Regions from separate parts of the Mus musculus genome. Here region 2 is linked to region 1. Evidence: chromatin contacts called from public HiChIP or PLAC-seq data. All regions are on one chromosome and are shown on one strand. The core of a region is the stretch at or near the end of the contact, and the rest is flanking DNA. Distances in the headings are between cores, read along the strand shown. Region 1 holds the start of Kif21b (kinesin family member 21B). Region 2 holds the start of Platr22 (pluripotency associated transcript 22).

Region 1 (7,198 bases), core at 1,844-4,343:
CTTGAGCTCTGTATCCACCACCACCATTTTACACTAAGGCTTATTTAGATTTTGCAATGCTGTTCCTGAAGGAGGGGGTAGGGGACACAGAAAGAAGACACAAGTTCAGACCTCCTTTGGGGACATTCCTGGTACCTATAGGAATCCCTTCCATGTTTTTATCTGTTCCCATAGCACTGCTGTTAAAAAAGTGGAATGTGTCTAAGAGAGCTCAGGCCAGATGGCTGCCCCAAGTCACTGCTGGAGTATTTTAACTACAGTTGCGTGGGAGCTTCCTGATTTGGAGGGGGCTCCCCACACCTCCCCGAGGTTCCCATCTGCCCAGACGCCCACAGCTCCTGTCAGGAAAAATGATGGAGGACCCAAGATGCCTGGGGGAAGGAACTCAACTCAGAATAGAAGTTGAGACTTATAGTCGAGTCCAGTTAGGGGCTTAGCCTTTTCCCCACCCGTGTGTGTGTGTGTGTGTGTGTGTGTGTGTGTGTGTGTGTGTGTATGCATGTGCAGCATTGAGGGCTGCAGGCAGTAGCTGATCCTGAGAAAAATGGGTGTGAGCCTCTGTGTGTGTGTATGTGTGTGTGTGTGTGTGTGTGTGAGAGAGAGTGTGTAAAACATTGAGGGCTACATGCAGTAGCTGATCCTGAGAAATTGTGTGTGTGTGTGTGTGTGTGTGTGTGTGTGTGTGTGTGTGTGTGTAGCACTGAGGGCTCCATGCAGTAGCTGATCCTGAGAAACATCAAGGTTCATTAAGAAGAGCAGCTGGGCAGAGGTGGGAACACAGCAAAGAAGCAGTGGTTATTGACGCTGGAGAGAGCTCAGAGAGGGCAGAGACTGTCTTAGTCTTTCCCTGAACTAATCTAAATCTCTCCAAATGGCAGCTTAAGCCTCCTTCTCAGCTTGGATCCCCACATGACCTCAGCCCCGTTAGTCCCTCACTCCTGAACAGAAGAGCCCAGGAGTCAGGGTCTGGACCTCAGCCACCCAGCTCCTGCTTGCTAACCCCAGAGGGAGCTGCTGGGGTGGCTGGGGCAACTGGAACCTTGAAACCCTAATGGCTAGGAGGCCTGAGTCCGCAGCCATGGGCCTCCTTGCTTACCCTAGCTGCACACCCTGGATGTCAGGAGACACAGAGAGGAAAGCTCTGGTGGCATTTCCCAGCAGCGGAGCTCTGAGTCAGAAGGTCACCTACTGCTGGAAGTCTGAGCAGACCTATGGCAAACAGGAAGCTAGAGTTAAGTACCAAAGAAGTCCAGGGATGGGAGGGAGGGGGAACAGTTTAGGTAAAAACACATTATCTTTCAGGAGAGCTAAGCCTGTTGCTTGTGGCACCCCCGGGCAAAGCTGGGCCAATCCAGCTCCCTTCCCCACAGGCACGCCCTTAGAGGAATCCCTTAGAGGAATCGGGACGCCTAGAACCACTTGCAGAAGTCCAGATCTTCTGTGTGTTGCTTATGAGACTATTTCCCCACTTGCAAAATTGGGGGTAGGGGAGAAGGCTAGAACCTGGCTCATAAGGTTAGGAGAACAAACAAGAACAAAAGCACCAAGTACCTCCCCGTGTAAGCACCGCTCAGCTCTCCACATCCTCCTTTTGTTAGAAGACAGGGAGCAGCGTCCCAATTTCCCAACACTGTCTCTTGCTCTAAGGAATTTGATTCACTGGCTTTGGGTTTCAGATGCTAATATTAATAAAATATATAGGATCCCACCAGGACCCCTTACACACCACCATCACCACTACCTCTCTGGGGCTCTGGCTCTCCTCCTGTTTGCTACGAGGGTAGGAAGAATGAGCTGACCTAACTTTCACATTTTCCCTTAAAACTATTCCAAACAGGCACCTGGGTTCCCGAGTGGAGCAGTCACAGATGGGGGTGGGGAGTGGGGAATGATGGCACCAAGAAGTGGATCCTCAGGACCCTAACGTACATCCCAGCCAAGACGTCTCACAGGGTTTCATCATCTGAGGCTGATGCAAGAAGCTTGGAGCCAGACTCCCCTGCCTCCCCTCCCCCAGAGGTCTCCATCCACATCTTGAGCTGCAGCTGGGTCCTCCTCTTGGGCCTTTTCCAGAGGAAGGAGCTGGGTGAAGCCTGGGAAGGGAGGGCAGCTGGTGAGGGGCCCTGTGAATGGTCCTAATGTTGGTTGTTGGGGGGCAGGGAGAAGAGTGGGGCTGGGAGGGTGCAGGGGTGAACTGGAATGGGACTTGACTTCACATTACTGGTCTCCTTTCTCATAGCCCTGTGTTGAAAAGTCTCCTGGGCTAATCCTTTATATACATTTCTGATGGCAGCGCTGGCCTCCTTTGCCTTCTAGCTTCTCCCAGGTATCTGGAGTCAAGTGCTTCTTTGTTCCTACTACTTCCCAGGCAGATCTGGCCTCCCACATCGACTCCCCCACACACAACCCGCCCCCCCCCCCCACTGTCACAAAGAGTGTGAACCAGGCCCTGTGGGTCATAAAGGTTAGTGGGACCCTGGTTTAGTGAGGAGAACCTGAGCCAGTCAGCCATCAAAGCAAACTATGAGCTTAAAGATGTTGCAGAGTGGAGGTGGGGAAATTTACTTCCACATCAACAAGAATCCCCTTCAATAAAGGTTGGCGGATTTACCGAAATAAATGCAGAAGGGACACTTCGCTGACTCTTTCAAATTGCAAATTGCTCATCTCTATGAGATGCTTTGAGGTGCAGCACACCGCCCAGCCCAGAGACCAGGTTCTTACCCATGCCTAGCCACAGACTCGCTGTATGACCTTGGGGTGTTCCTCTTTGAGTCCCGTTCCTCATTTAGGAAAGGAAGATCCCACTGAGACTGAGGTACCATGACTTCGAGGGCCGTGGTTCCCGAATGGTCAACTTCCCAGGGACGAGTCCATCATGCCACTCCCGCTTTCACTCCCAAGCCCTCCAATCCTACCCCGCCCCTCCCAGCCACCCGATGGACGGGAGCCAAGAGGTCTCTTTAAAGGCTCAAGTCCCGCCTCTGCTGCTCGTTGGGGCCTTCTATTGGCGGCCTCTGGGAGGGGCGGGGCCCTGCGCGGCTCTGAGGGGCTGGGGGTGGGTCCTGAGGTGGCTCGGCCCCCGCCCCCTTTGTTCGCGCTGCGGCGGGAGGTGGCGGTCCGGGTGGGAGGTGTGTGCGCGCGCGTGTGCCGCGCTGTAGGGAGCTGCGGGTCTCACTGCCCGCTGTCAACGAGCTCAGCACCTCCGCGCGATGGCTGGAGGAGACGCATGGGACCAGCCCCGTGGGGCCGGCCGCGGCTGAGCCCCTCTGCCGCCTCCTGCGAGCATGTCACCTCCAGCCTACGAGGTCGCTTTCGCTAGCAGGGTCCCTGCCTCCGCCTTCTGCAGCCGCAGCCGCTGCCTGGAGCAGTGGCCCCCGGACCCCCGCCCCTGATCCGCGCCCAGACCCTGGTGCCGGAGGACCATGGCTGGCCAGGGCGACTGCTGCGTCAAAGTGGCCGTCAGGTAAGGGTCGATGGCGGGGAAGGGGCGTGCGAGGAGGGGTTCGAGCTTTGTCTCGCGTGTTCTCGGGCGGGGGGCGCGGGCACCGCTCGAGCTGGAGTCTGCAGTCCAGGAGGAGGGGCCGACGCGCGCTGGCCCGGCTGCCGCAGGGGAGCGGCGGCCCAGCGGACTGATGGAAGGTGGCTTTGTTTGGGTGGTAATTTCTGGCCCCTCTTGGGAGCACTTAATGATCAGAAAATCGAATAAACAAGGAAATCCGGTATTTCACACCCAGCTTTGGCCCAGGCCGGAGCGTCTGTGTGTTTCCTCTTGTCCTCCCCATGAGGCTGCTGTCTCATTCTGGGGTATAGGAGGGAATCCCCCCTCCCCCCATCTACCCCAGTTAGCCAGTTCTACGCTCTTGATCCAGCTCACCATCCTGGGAGCGGATACAACAGACAAAGATCGGTTGTGGGACCCATGAAAGGGTTGGAATGGTGCCTTGGCTTTCCACGGGGTGCCAATGGCTTTTGGAGAAAGCCCTGCTGGTCCTGCCCCAAGAGGAGATGGTGCTAGGGAGGAAGAAAAAGGTGTATCCGAGGGACTAATCCAGAAGGGGTGAAAGGGGTGACAGGACCCTAATGCTACATTCACAGGCACAAAGGTGAAACTGAGCAGGGGGGAAGGGCCCCTAGATTTATCTGGATTCCCATTCCCGATATCTGTAGGTATTAGAAGTAATCTGGCAGACATTAAGAGGAAAGAGGACGGGACTTAGTGGGTTCTTTTCCTAGGGGCACACAGGTGCAGGGACAGGAAATGCTACAAAGTTGAACTCTCTGTTCTTTGCAGAGAGTGAAGATGCCTCCCACCAGCTCTCCCGACTGTGTTTTGTGGTCTTCTCTTTAAGAAGAACATAGTGGGAGAGTAGCAATGTGAGTGAGCTGGTCACCAACTCACAGATGCACTGAGGAACATACATCTCTGGTTCTGGCCTTATAGAGTGGGGGAGGGGAGCAGTCAAATTCTAGGGTAGGTCCTTGAGACAAGTGTTCAAATCCCCTGGGTCAGAGATGACCCAGATTCCAGGGATCCTGGGAAGAAGCTCATAGACAAGATGAGAGAAATCGATGAGATAGGTTCTCTCTTCCTGCCCCAGAGCAGATGCCCACCCCCCAACTCTGTATAATCCAGAGAGAAGGCACGGAGGCTTAGTATATAATAGCTCAGGTGCTGAGGGAGGGAGATTGAGGGCTGCTGGTCCAGCAGCTCCTACAGCAGTCAGAACACCACCCGTGCACACACTCTGCCTGGCACTGAACAGCCTGAGACAAAGAGGAGCCCTGCAGGTGTCTGGTGGGCTGGTGGGGCGGAGCCAGGCTGCCACTGAAGCTGACATTGCAGCAGGAACCTTTGGAGGTCGAGGGAAGGGGAGCACGCATGGGCCGGGTGGGAGTGAGACATGTCAATATGGCATCTACAGCAGATGGGGAGAGGGGAGCTACCTGCCGTAAAAAGAAAATGGAAGCCCAACCTCCAACCAGTGTGAACCTGGACTGACAGGACAGGAGACGGGGTGCTCTATCCATGGGGTCTTTCCTTTAGACTCCATTTTACCGGAGAGAGCCAAACAAAGGCCTTCCCCCTTGATTCATACTCCCCAGTCTGGGCCTGGCATGGTAAAATATTGGAGTTCCCACTTCAGGAGCCTGGGGGCATGGGCACCTGTATAGAAAATAAAGGGAAAGCTAGTGTTCCTTCCCACAATGACTATCGGGACGTTTCTGGGACCTTTACCACAGAGAAGGGCTGGTGGCTGCCTTCTGCACCCAGGGCTTTGGGATGCTCTTCCTAACTGGAGTCAGCTGTGTATATGAAGTTGTGTGGAAATTGAACATCTGAAGCGCTAGCCTTTCCAAGGGCTCCAAAAAGGTGAGAGCCCCGCCCACTCATTCCGTCTGGCTCTAGATCAGCCAGCCCGGCACACGCCAGACCTCAATGGGCAACCGGCCGTGCAGGCAGACAATGCCTGGACAGAGCCCAGGTTCTAATCAGAGAGCTGAGGGTGGGACTGGGCTGGGGGAAGGAGCAGATGGTGCCAGCGATGTGCTTTAGGGGGAATTCTCCTTGGTTTAGCATCTCTTCCCATGTCCCACCTCCAGTGTCACCACCTGTGTCATTGAAGAAGGGGCTGGGTGGGAGGCTGCAGTCTGTGGCACATTTATGAGCAGCAAGGATTTGAGAACTGCCCGCTGCTGTAAGTTTCCTAGCTGCTGACAAAGAGAGCTGTCTTCCTGACTTCCTGGAAGTCCTCTCCGAATTCCCATGAGAGTCATTTATGGTGAAGGCCTGGGATCTGGCCCTGTGAGCAGAGTGAGACGGGGCTGATCAGGGGTGTGCATGGGAAGACAGCCTGGGATGTTAGAAAGGGGACCCTGAGGCTCCTGATTTACAGCCCGGACAAAGGTAAAGCTGTCTGTGTTCAAAGTGCTGCTTGGCGGCCTAGACTCCTAGAGTCAGAAAGAGGGAACTTTCAGGATGTGGGGAAGAGGGCCAGGTGTGACAAGGCCCCCAAATCCTCACCCCTGCTAGGTAGAGTCAGACCCATCTGCCCTTGAACCCAGGCTAGCCCACCTTACACTAGAGATTCCCAACCTGTCCCACCTCTGCCTGCCTGGGATCTTTTTATCCACTAATCCCTGTACTCTAAAGGCTGGATTGGCCTTTACCTGAGGTCAGGGAAAAGGATGCGCAGCCAAGCCAGAGAAGACGGCTGAGCTGTATCCACCATGCTGCAGAGACAGAGCCCTGGCAAATGGGGGCTATAACTGTGGGGGTCGAGGGGGGAAATAGCCAAGAAACCTAAGTAGGCAAAGTTGAAATTGGGGAAGGAAGCCAGGCTACGTGATGGGTTTACTTAAGACCCTTTCAGGACCCTGGCTCTGAGCCTCACCATAAAGAGAGTCCTTGGTGTGGCCTAGCCCCTTCCCCTTATCTCTGCCTGACTCTGCTCAGCTTCCTTCCTTTAGTGTGCTGGGGAGGGGGAGGTGCCTTGGCCAGCCCCACAACCAGCCAGGGACCCAGGGGACAGTGGTGGATTCCATCCTTGCCCTCTCCTAGCTGGGATATCTCACTTCAGCTACTTCCCAAGTATTAAGGCTTCCCTGGAGTCTTGCTCAGTGACTGCCTACATTTCTAATCAAGACTTTGCCAGGATGGGAAGGAGAGTAAAAGACAGAAGAAACTGTGGGGTGGCTGTGTGTGTGTGTGTGTGTGTGTGTGTGTGTGTGTGTGGGTGGGTGCTTTCAGGGTCCCAAGGCTAAGCAGTGCTATCCACTGCCAGCTATGTCCTGTGCTGTCCAATTTCCAGATCTGAGAAACTGAGCCCTCTATGGGCTGTGTAGAGACTTGAGGTCTTGCAAGTGGCCTCCTACTTGAGAAACAGGGCTTATATCATAATAAGGAAGTGGAGTGTTGTAACCACAGGCCCCGGAAATTGGCCCCTCCACTACCCAGCCAGCCTGTTTGATTGGCTCTTGGCTTTTGAAAACAACCAAGCAGAGGTAGGGTGGGGCTGGGGCCAGGGAACCAACAGAGGTGACACAAGGTTGACACCCTTATTATAGCTCTGGGGACAAAGGGCAGGGCAGAGCCCATGTAATTGTCTGACCCTTCCCTCTCTTGTCTTTCTGGACCTCATTTTGCCTGTCAGAGAATGGGAACTCTTGCTGGTTCAGTGCAGAGAGGATTGAGCGT
Region 2 (7,198 bases), core at 2,337-4,836, 560 kb after region 1:
GAACCGTGGTTATTATCGTGGCAGTGCCCAATGTTGGCTGCTTTGTTTGGGGTGTGAGTTGATGCAAAGTCAGTAACCCCTTCAGCAGCCTCCACACTGTTTGCAAAGCTCACATTACAAAGTTCAGATTAGCCGTAAAAGTAATTGAACTGAACTCGGTAAGTGACCACTGGGGAAACAGTCCCAACCTGGTAACTTTTGTTAATACTGCCAGTCGGGCAGGCAAGCAGGATCATTTCCAATCACCCAGCAAACCTGAGTGTCACAGCACCAGTCTGTAACCTCAGCACTCGGGAGACTGAGGCAGGAGGATTCCTATGAGTTTGAAGGTGGCTTGAGCAGCATAGTGGAAGCCATCAGAAGGAGAATAGGAAGAAGGGGAGGAAGAAGAAGAGGAAGAAGACCCTGGAATGCTGCCCCATGCCTTTAATTGAGAGGCAGAGGCAGATGGATCTCTGTGAGTCTGAGGCCAGTCTGGTCTACAGAGCGTGTGTTCGAGGCCAGCCAGGGCTACACTGTGAGAGCCTGCCTCAAATATACAAGAAAAAGAAGAGGCAGAAGAAGGAGAAGAGGAAGGAAAGGAAGAGGGAGAAGTCATCTTGATGTTCATCAAACCGTGCCAGGCGCTTGGGTGAGCACCACCATTCTCCACAGCCCTGATTGTTGTCTGTCCTTCCTGTCGTTGAAACTGAGGCTAGGAATCCAGCAGAGGGAAGATTCGGACCTGGGACTCCTGACTCTTGCCAAGTCTCAGGCTTGGAGACAAATCAAGGTTTGTGCCCTGGCTTCCGCTGCTACCAGCTGTGAGTAGAGATGGTACCCCACTGGGATCTAGTGCATTAGATCGGATCTGGGGGCCACAGAGGAGAGAGCAGACCTCTGACCTGGCCTAGCTGAGCCTGTAATTGCCCGATCCTTTTCTCTTCCCAAGGAGCCAGCCAGCTATCTTGTTTGTTTAGAACGCTAAGCTTCCTAAGGGCAGGGACTGCAGGGTTCTCTTCCGGACTGTGGCAATCAGTAGTACTTAGCAGGTCCCAGCACATAGCACATACTCAGTTGACATTTCCTTATGGTTGTATCTCTTGTAATTTCGTATCTCCTGTCATTTCCTAAGCAGAATTTGGCTCAGGGTCAAATCTGATCACCACCTAGTCTCATAAAGGTTTGTGAGCCAAGAATGGATTCTACATTTTTTTGTCTGTTTGAGGCAGGGTCCCATATTATAGCCCAGGGTGGTCTGGAATGTACAGCAATCCTCCTGTTCCAACTTCTTAACTTCCTGTAATCTCCCAGACCCAGCTGTTTTTTTTTTTTTTTAAGTGTTTTGTTTTTTGTTTTTTTGTTTTTGTTTTTTTCAAGACAGGGTTTCTTTGTATAGCCCTGGCTACCCTGGAACTCACTTTGTAGACTAGGCTGGCCTCGAACTCAGAAATCCCCGCCTGCCTCTTCCTCCCAAGTGCTGGGATCAAAGGCGTGTGCCACCACACCCGGCTTGGTTCTTAAGTTTTTAAGTGGTTAGAAAAACCTAAGGCAGGAGAGGCAGGGTTGGGAGTGGGGGGATGACATCCTTGTGGAGACAGGGATGGGATGGGAGGAGGTATGGGATGTGGAACAGTCAGATGGTGGGCCAGGAGGGGAATAAATTTTGGAGTATAAATAAATAAATAAATAAATAAATAAATAAATAAATAAATAAAAGAAATCCTAAGTCTTTTTTTTTTAAAGATTTATTTACTTATTATATGTAATATACACTGTAGCTGTTTCAGACACACCAGAAGAGGGAGTCAGATCTTGTTACGGATGGTTGTGAGCCACCATGTGGTTGCTGGAATTTGAACTCTGGACCTTCGGAAGAACAGTCGGGTGCTCTTACCCACTGAGCCATCTCACCAGCCCCAAAATCCTAAGTCTTAACATATGAGATCATTCAAACGTTGAATCTCTCTGTGTGATTCTGCATGTATATTCATTTTTGCATATATATATACATATGTATATATATACCCAAACATACACATCTATATAAATATATAAACAAATATAGTTTTACTGGCCATAGCTGCATTAGTCATTTACATATTGTTTATGATTGCTTTCATTCTACAGAGCTGGTTATCAGTAGCAGACATTATGTCCTGAACCATAAACTTAACTCTTCCTCTCAGGGTGAAGAGAAATGGCAGTCCCCAATGCTTCTTTAATCTCAGTTAGTCACGGGCATACTTAACTCTCCTTCACGCAAAGCTTTTATTTATTCGACAAATACTTGCTGAGCACACCCCTTTTAAAACAATGTTTAACTCTGTCTCTGTGGTTAGGGAAGTGCATTCGGTGCCTGCCCTCAGCTCTCATCCTTTGGTTGCGATGGCCTTTGGTGACTGTGAGGGGAGAAAGGGAAGAGGTCCCATCCTTGGGTGCTTAGTGCAGCGGGGAGGTTTTGGAGGTAGGACCTGGCTCCTCAGACTGGGACACACCCACCTCCTACTTTGCGAGGCTTTGATCTTTGTGTCTGTGCCTCTGACCTCACTTCACATTGTAAAATGCTTCCGCAGGCGCCCTCTTCCCCTTCCAGCCCAACTTTCCATTTCCTCTGTCTTCTGTCCCAGGTGTTAAAGCTGTATTAACTAAAGATGGGCCAAGGGCACCGGAAAACCAGCTCTTGGCACTTAGGGCGTGTGCCCCAGAGCCAGCATACTTCAGGCTTTACATAGCCACTTTTTTTTTTTTTTTTTTTTTTTTTTTTTTTTTTTTTGAGACAGGGTTTGTATAGCCCTGGCTGTCCTGGAACTCTGTAGACCAGGCTGGCCTTGAACTCTGCAATCAGCCTGCCTCTGCCTCCCAAGTGCTGGGATTAAAGGCATGTGGCACCACTGCCCGGCTACGTAGCCAATTTAATCTGCTCTAGAAAAAAACCTTTCTTTCAAAAGCCAGGTACCTTTTATTCTGTTTCACAGATAGAAACCTTGAAGCTCAGAGAGGTGAAACAATTTGCCCAAGGTCTATTAAACAGAGGAGACTGGACTCTGAATTCAGACTGCAACTCCTGTTTGTAAGCTCTCAGTCATGTAGGTCAAGTGCCAGGCCAAGGAATTGGCATATTCTGTAATGCCAGGAAAGAGGTGAGTAGGAAGCGAGGCTACCTCACCCTGTCTCCCCTGGAAAACTGGTAGTGACAGACCAATGGATTTTGGATTTGAGCATTTCCCACCAAAGGACATAAATTCTAACAGGTAGGAAGTTCGGTGGTAGAGGAAAGCCAGGCATGCCTGAGGCCCAGTCCCCTCCATCAAAAACAAACGGACATCCTGACTTCTGACTACTCCTGGAGTAAGCAAGGGATAATTACCCACAATACCTGGGGCTGTGAATTCAGCAGAACTGACCAGACAGGCAAGGCCTAAGGTACAGGTGGAATGTTAATGACGATGCTAGAGAAAAGGGAGTGTCCAGTAAGTTTGGGGACCGCTGAGTGAGAGGCTTGTAAGATGTGGGCCTGGTGGATTCCTGTGCACAGCAGGGGGTTAGCCACCGCCCTGGGTCAGCAGGCACCTCTAAGGAGGAATGTTCCGAGGAATCAGTTTGGGAATGTGGCTTCAGGCCTGGCCGTTTCCTCTTTGTTTAGTTAGCGATTACCAAACACTTTTGTGTGGGTGCGGATCGGGCTACCGGACTGCCTTGAATCTCTGCTGCTTGCGCCCCGAAAAGGAAGAGGATCAGTACCACGTGACCACCGGCGGCAAGCTCCGTTAGGAAAAGATGTGAAGGTTAGTGAAACAAGATCATACTGGAGTTTTTTACAGAGCCTGGTGACTCAGGGATGGCTCGGTAAAAATACCTGTAGACTGAGGTCGTAGAAGCCGTCCTTGGTGACTAAGGTTTCACGTATCTCAGTTTGTCAAATTCTTTGTTAAGTGGTTCAAAACATTGAGAAAGACCTTAGGGCCCTAACAGAAACTTTCTTCTCAATGACACAGGAGGTCTCGGACTCTGAGTCAGTGGCCCTGGGCTCCAGAGCAAAGTAAGCATGGGAATGCATGGAATTTATTTGTAGTTTGCAGGAAATAAAGTGTTATTGTTAGGGACGTTTCCTGTCATAAACACACACACACACACACACACATATACATCAACACTTTAATTTGGCTTTAAAATAGCAACCTTAGATGTTGTTTTTGATCCAGGAACGTATGGGAAACCCCAAATTATATGTGTTTTGTGTTTTCTTTGCCTTTTTTGAATTTGTGGTGTAAGAATTCTCCATATTTCTCACAGATAGGATGTTAGATGTTTCTAGTTTCTTGGTGCTGTGCACGTAAAGATGTATGACTTCACTGTATGTGTGTGTGTAGGTGACACTGCAGTATAAATAGGGAGATTCTAGAGAGTTCTGTGATGCATTAGATATGAAAAACTAGCCTTTTGAGGCTGATGTGTAGCTCTGTGTCCCAGTACAAAAAGAGCAAAAAACTTAAAAAAATAAAACAACCTGGCGCACACCTTTAATCCCAGCACTCGGGAGGCAGAGGCAGGCGGATTTCTGAGTTCGAGGCCAGCCTGGTCTACAAAGTGAGTTCCAGGTCAGCCAGGGCTATACAGAGAAACCCTGTCTCGAAAAACTAAACAAACAAACAAACAAACAAAAAACCAACCCAAAACTAATAATAGCACTGGGACTCCCAATTAGGGAGGAAACTATTTATGTATGACATTCTCAAAAAGAAAATTTTAATTAAAAAAAAGAAAAGAGTGCTCACTTCGGCAGCACATATACTAAAATTGGAATGATACATCCTGGCCCCTGCTGCAAGGATGGCATGTAAATTTGTGAAGCGTTTCATAAATTAAAAAAAAAGAAAAGAAAAGAAAAGCAAGGTGGAGGGTGGTAAGCCTGCTTGGGGTGTGCCGGCGGGGGGGTGGGGGGTGGGGTGGGGGGCTTGGCAGAGTGCAGGATGTGGGGGTGGTGTGCGGGGGGGGGGGGGGGAGGGCGGGCGGGGGAGGTGCTGGGAAGGGAAGAAAGTCCAGCCTTCCTCCCCAGTGCTTCCCAAGGTTTTGGAAACTATCTTAGGGACTTTTCTTCTTGAGAGAGCAACACACATAGATATTCAACAGTTAGCACCGATGGTCTGGACCATCTACGAGTGTGGCTGAAGTGTTAAGGTCCTGGGGCTTATGTTAAGGAGTCAGTGTCCTGGGAGGTGTTAGGGTAGTGACCATTTGCCAGTTGATATATAAGGATGTTATTTTTATAATAATTTTAATTATTTGTGTATATAAGTATATATATTGGTACACATCACATGTGTGCTCCTGGTGCCCATGGAGATGAGGGGTCCAGGATCCCCTGGAACTGGAGTTATAGACAGTTGTAAACTATGTGGGTGCTGGTAATCAAGTCCGGGTACTCTGCAGGAGCAGCCAGTGTTTTTAACCACTGAGCCATCTCTCCAGCCCTGTGTTTTCTTTCTATTCATTTTTGGTTTTTCTTAGAGACAGGGTCTCACTGTGTAGCCCCACCTGCAGCTTGCTGTGTAACCCAGGCTGACCTTGAACTCACAGAGATGCCCTTGTCTCTCCTGACTACTGAGTGGTGGGGTTAAGTGTGCAACTGGGCCTTTTTCCTTTCTTCTTTTAGACCTATTTATTTTATTATTTTATGTGTATGAGTGTTTTTCTTGCAGGTAGGTCTGGACATCTTGTGCATCCTGAAGTTGGAGTTGGATGCTTGTGAACCCCCATTCAGTTGCTGGAAATGCAGATCCTTTATGAAATAGCAAGTGTTCTTATCCACTGAGCCATCTCTCCAGCTCTGGGCTTTATTTTCTCAATTGTAGTTAGCTTATTTCTTGGATTCAGAAAAGCCCTTTGGATAAGCCCTCAGCAGTGAGGGTCAGACTTGTGCATGGAGATAGAGAAGGCAGGAATGTGTCCTGATAGGCTTCCCTTAAGCCCTGGGCACACCCCTGTCGGCTTCAGGGAATGATTAAATTCCCGGGTTGCTCAATTGGAGTCCCGTTTCCGTTGCTAGATGAGGTGGCGATCTCTCCTGGCCCAGCCTCCACTTTTTTTGAAACAAGGTCTTGCTTCATAGACCCTGCTGACCTCAAAGTTGCCAAGATCCTCTTGCCTCAGCCTCTGGAATTCTGGGATTACAGGCACATACCACCCTGGGTTCACATTCTCTCTCCTGGCCTCCTCTTCTGGCTCTTTCTCACTTATTTATAGCAGATTGTGTGCTGTTGATTCTGCAGAGCGGTAAGACGGTGAGCCTCAGTAGCACTTTTTTGAGATGCGAGGAGGAGAGAGGAGAAACTCTGAGAGGGAAGGGGCAGGTTGCCAAACTGGTTTAACCCTGCTCTGGAAGGCCAACCAGAAAAAAACAAAAGTCCTAGCTTGGCTCAGAACAGTTTAGCTTACCAACAAAGGGAATTGGGGAAGAGAAGGAAGAAAACAGAAGAGAAAGGGTCAGGGGAAGGGCTCCAGGCTCCTCTCTGCAGGAGAGCTTCGAGGAGTGCTCAAAGGCCTGGCTTGGGAAACATGACTGTTTATTCTGAGGTGTGAGACCTGGGGGACATGCTACCCTGATCTATGGTGATATTTAACCTGAGGAGTGGAAGGAGAATTGTCTTCAAAAGCAGCAGGCTGTCAGTTTCCTGGAGATATTGCTTGCGCACTTGAGTAGGTGAAGGCCCGGGTCTGCCTGCGTTCAGTTCTCAGAATTCACAGAGCAGAAATGAAAGTTGTCTTCTGACTTCGTACGTGTGCTCCCTAGCACAGTAAATAAGTGTAACAAGACGATTTTTAAAAGGAAACACCCGTTTTCTTTTCTTTTTTTTTTTTCTTTTTTTTTTTTTTTTTTTTGGTTTTTTTGAGACAGGGTTTCTCTGTATAGCCCTGGCTGTCCTGGAACTCACTTTGTAGACCAGGCTGGCCTCGAACTCAGAAATCTGCCTGCCTCTGCCTCCCGAGTGCTGGGATTAAAGGCGTGCGCCACTACACCCGGCTTTTTCTTTTTCTTTTTTCTTTTTTTTTGGTACTCGTTTTCTTAAAACCACTTTGCAGATCTAATGTCTGTGCTTCCTCTGGTGTGCACCTCCACTAAGGCCTTAAAGCATTCCTGTCTCCATCTTTCCCCAGCCATCTATCTGCTTCCTGCCACGGTGCACATCTTATCTTGTCATCTCCTTCCTTATCTTGA

Evidence for each region. HiChIP or PLAC-seq counts read pairs in DNA pulled down with a chosen protein or histone mark.
Region 2: a contact with region 1 is called in an H3K27ac HiChIP or PLAC-seq map of thymic regulatory T cells, with 4 times the contacts expected there. The contact joins the promoter of Platr22 here to the promoter of Kif21b in region 1. A contact is called at or near these places in 2 of 484 Hi-C or Micro-C datasets (CD4 T cells and muscle stem cells) and 3 of 115 datasets of contacts at active chromatin or transcription factors (memory CD8 T cells, pancreatic cancer cells and thymic regulatory T cells).

What each region holds. Positions count from the first base shown.
Region 1 is chr1:136,128,297-136,135,494 of GRCm38.p6, forward strand. Kif21b (kinesin family member 21B) reads left to right here and starts at 3,094. Exons shown (of 35, transcript NM_001039472.2): 1 at 3,094-3,466. The coding sequence starts at 3,426. It overlaps Gm15850 (predicted gene 15850), which reads right to left and starts at 2,887. Exons shown (of 3, transcript NR_046170.1): 1 at 2,725-2,887; 2 at 1,097-1,209.
Region 2 is chr1:136,692,625-136,699,822 of GRCm38.p6, forward strand. Platr22 (pluripotency associated transcript 22) reads left to right here and starts at 3,587. Exons shown (of 5, transcript NR_037986.1): 1 at 3,587-3,767. It also overlaps the pseudogene Gm24086.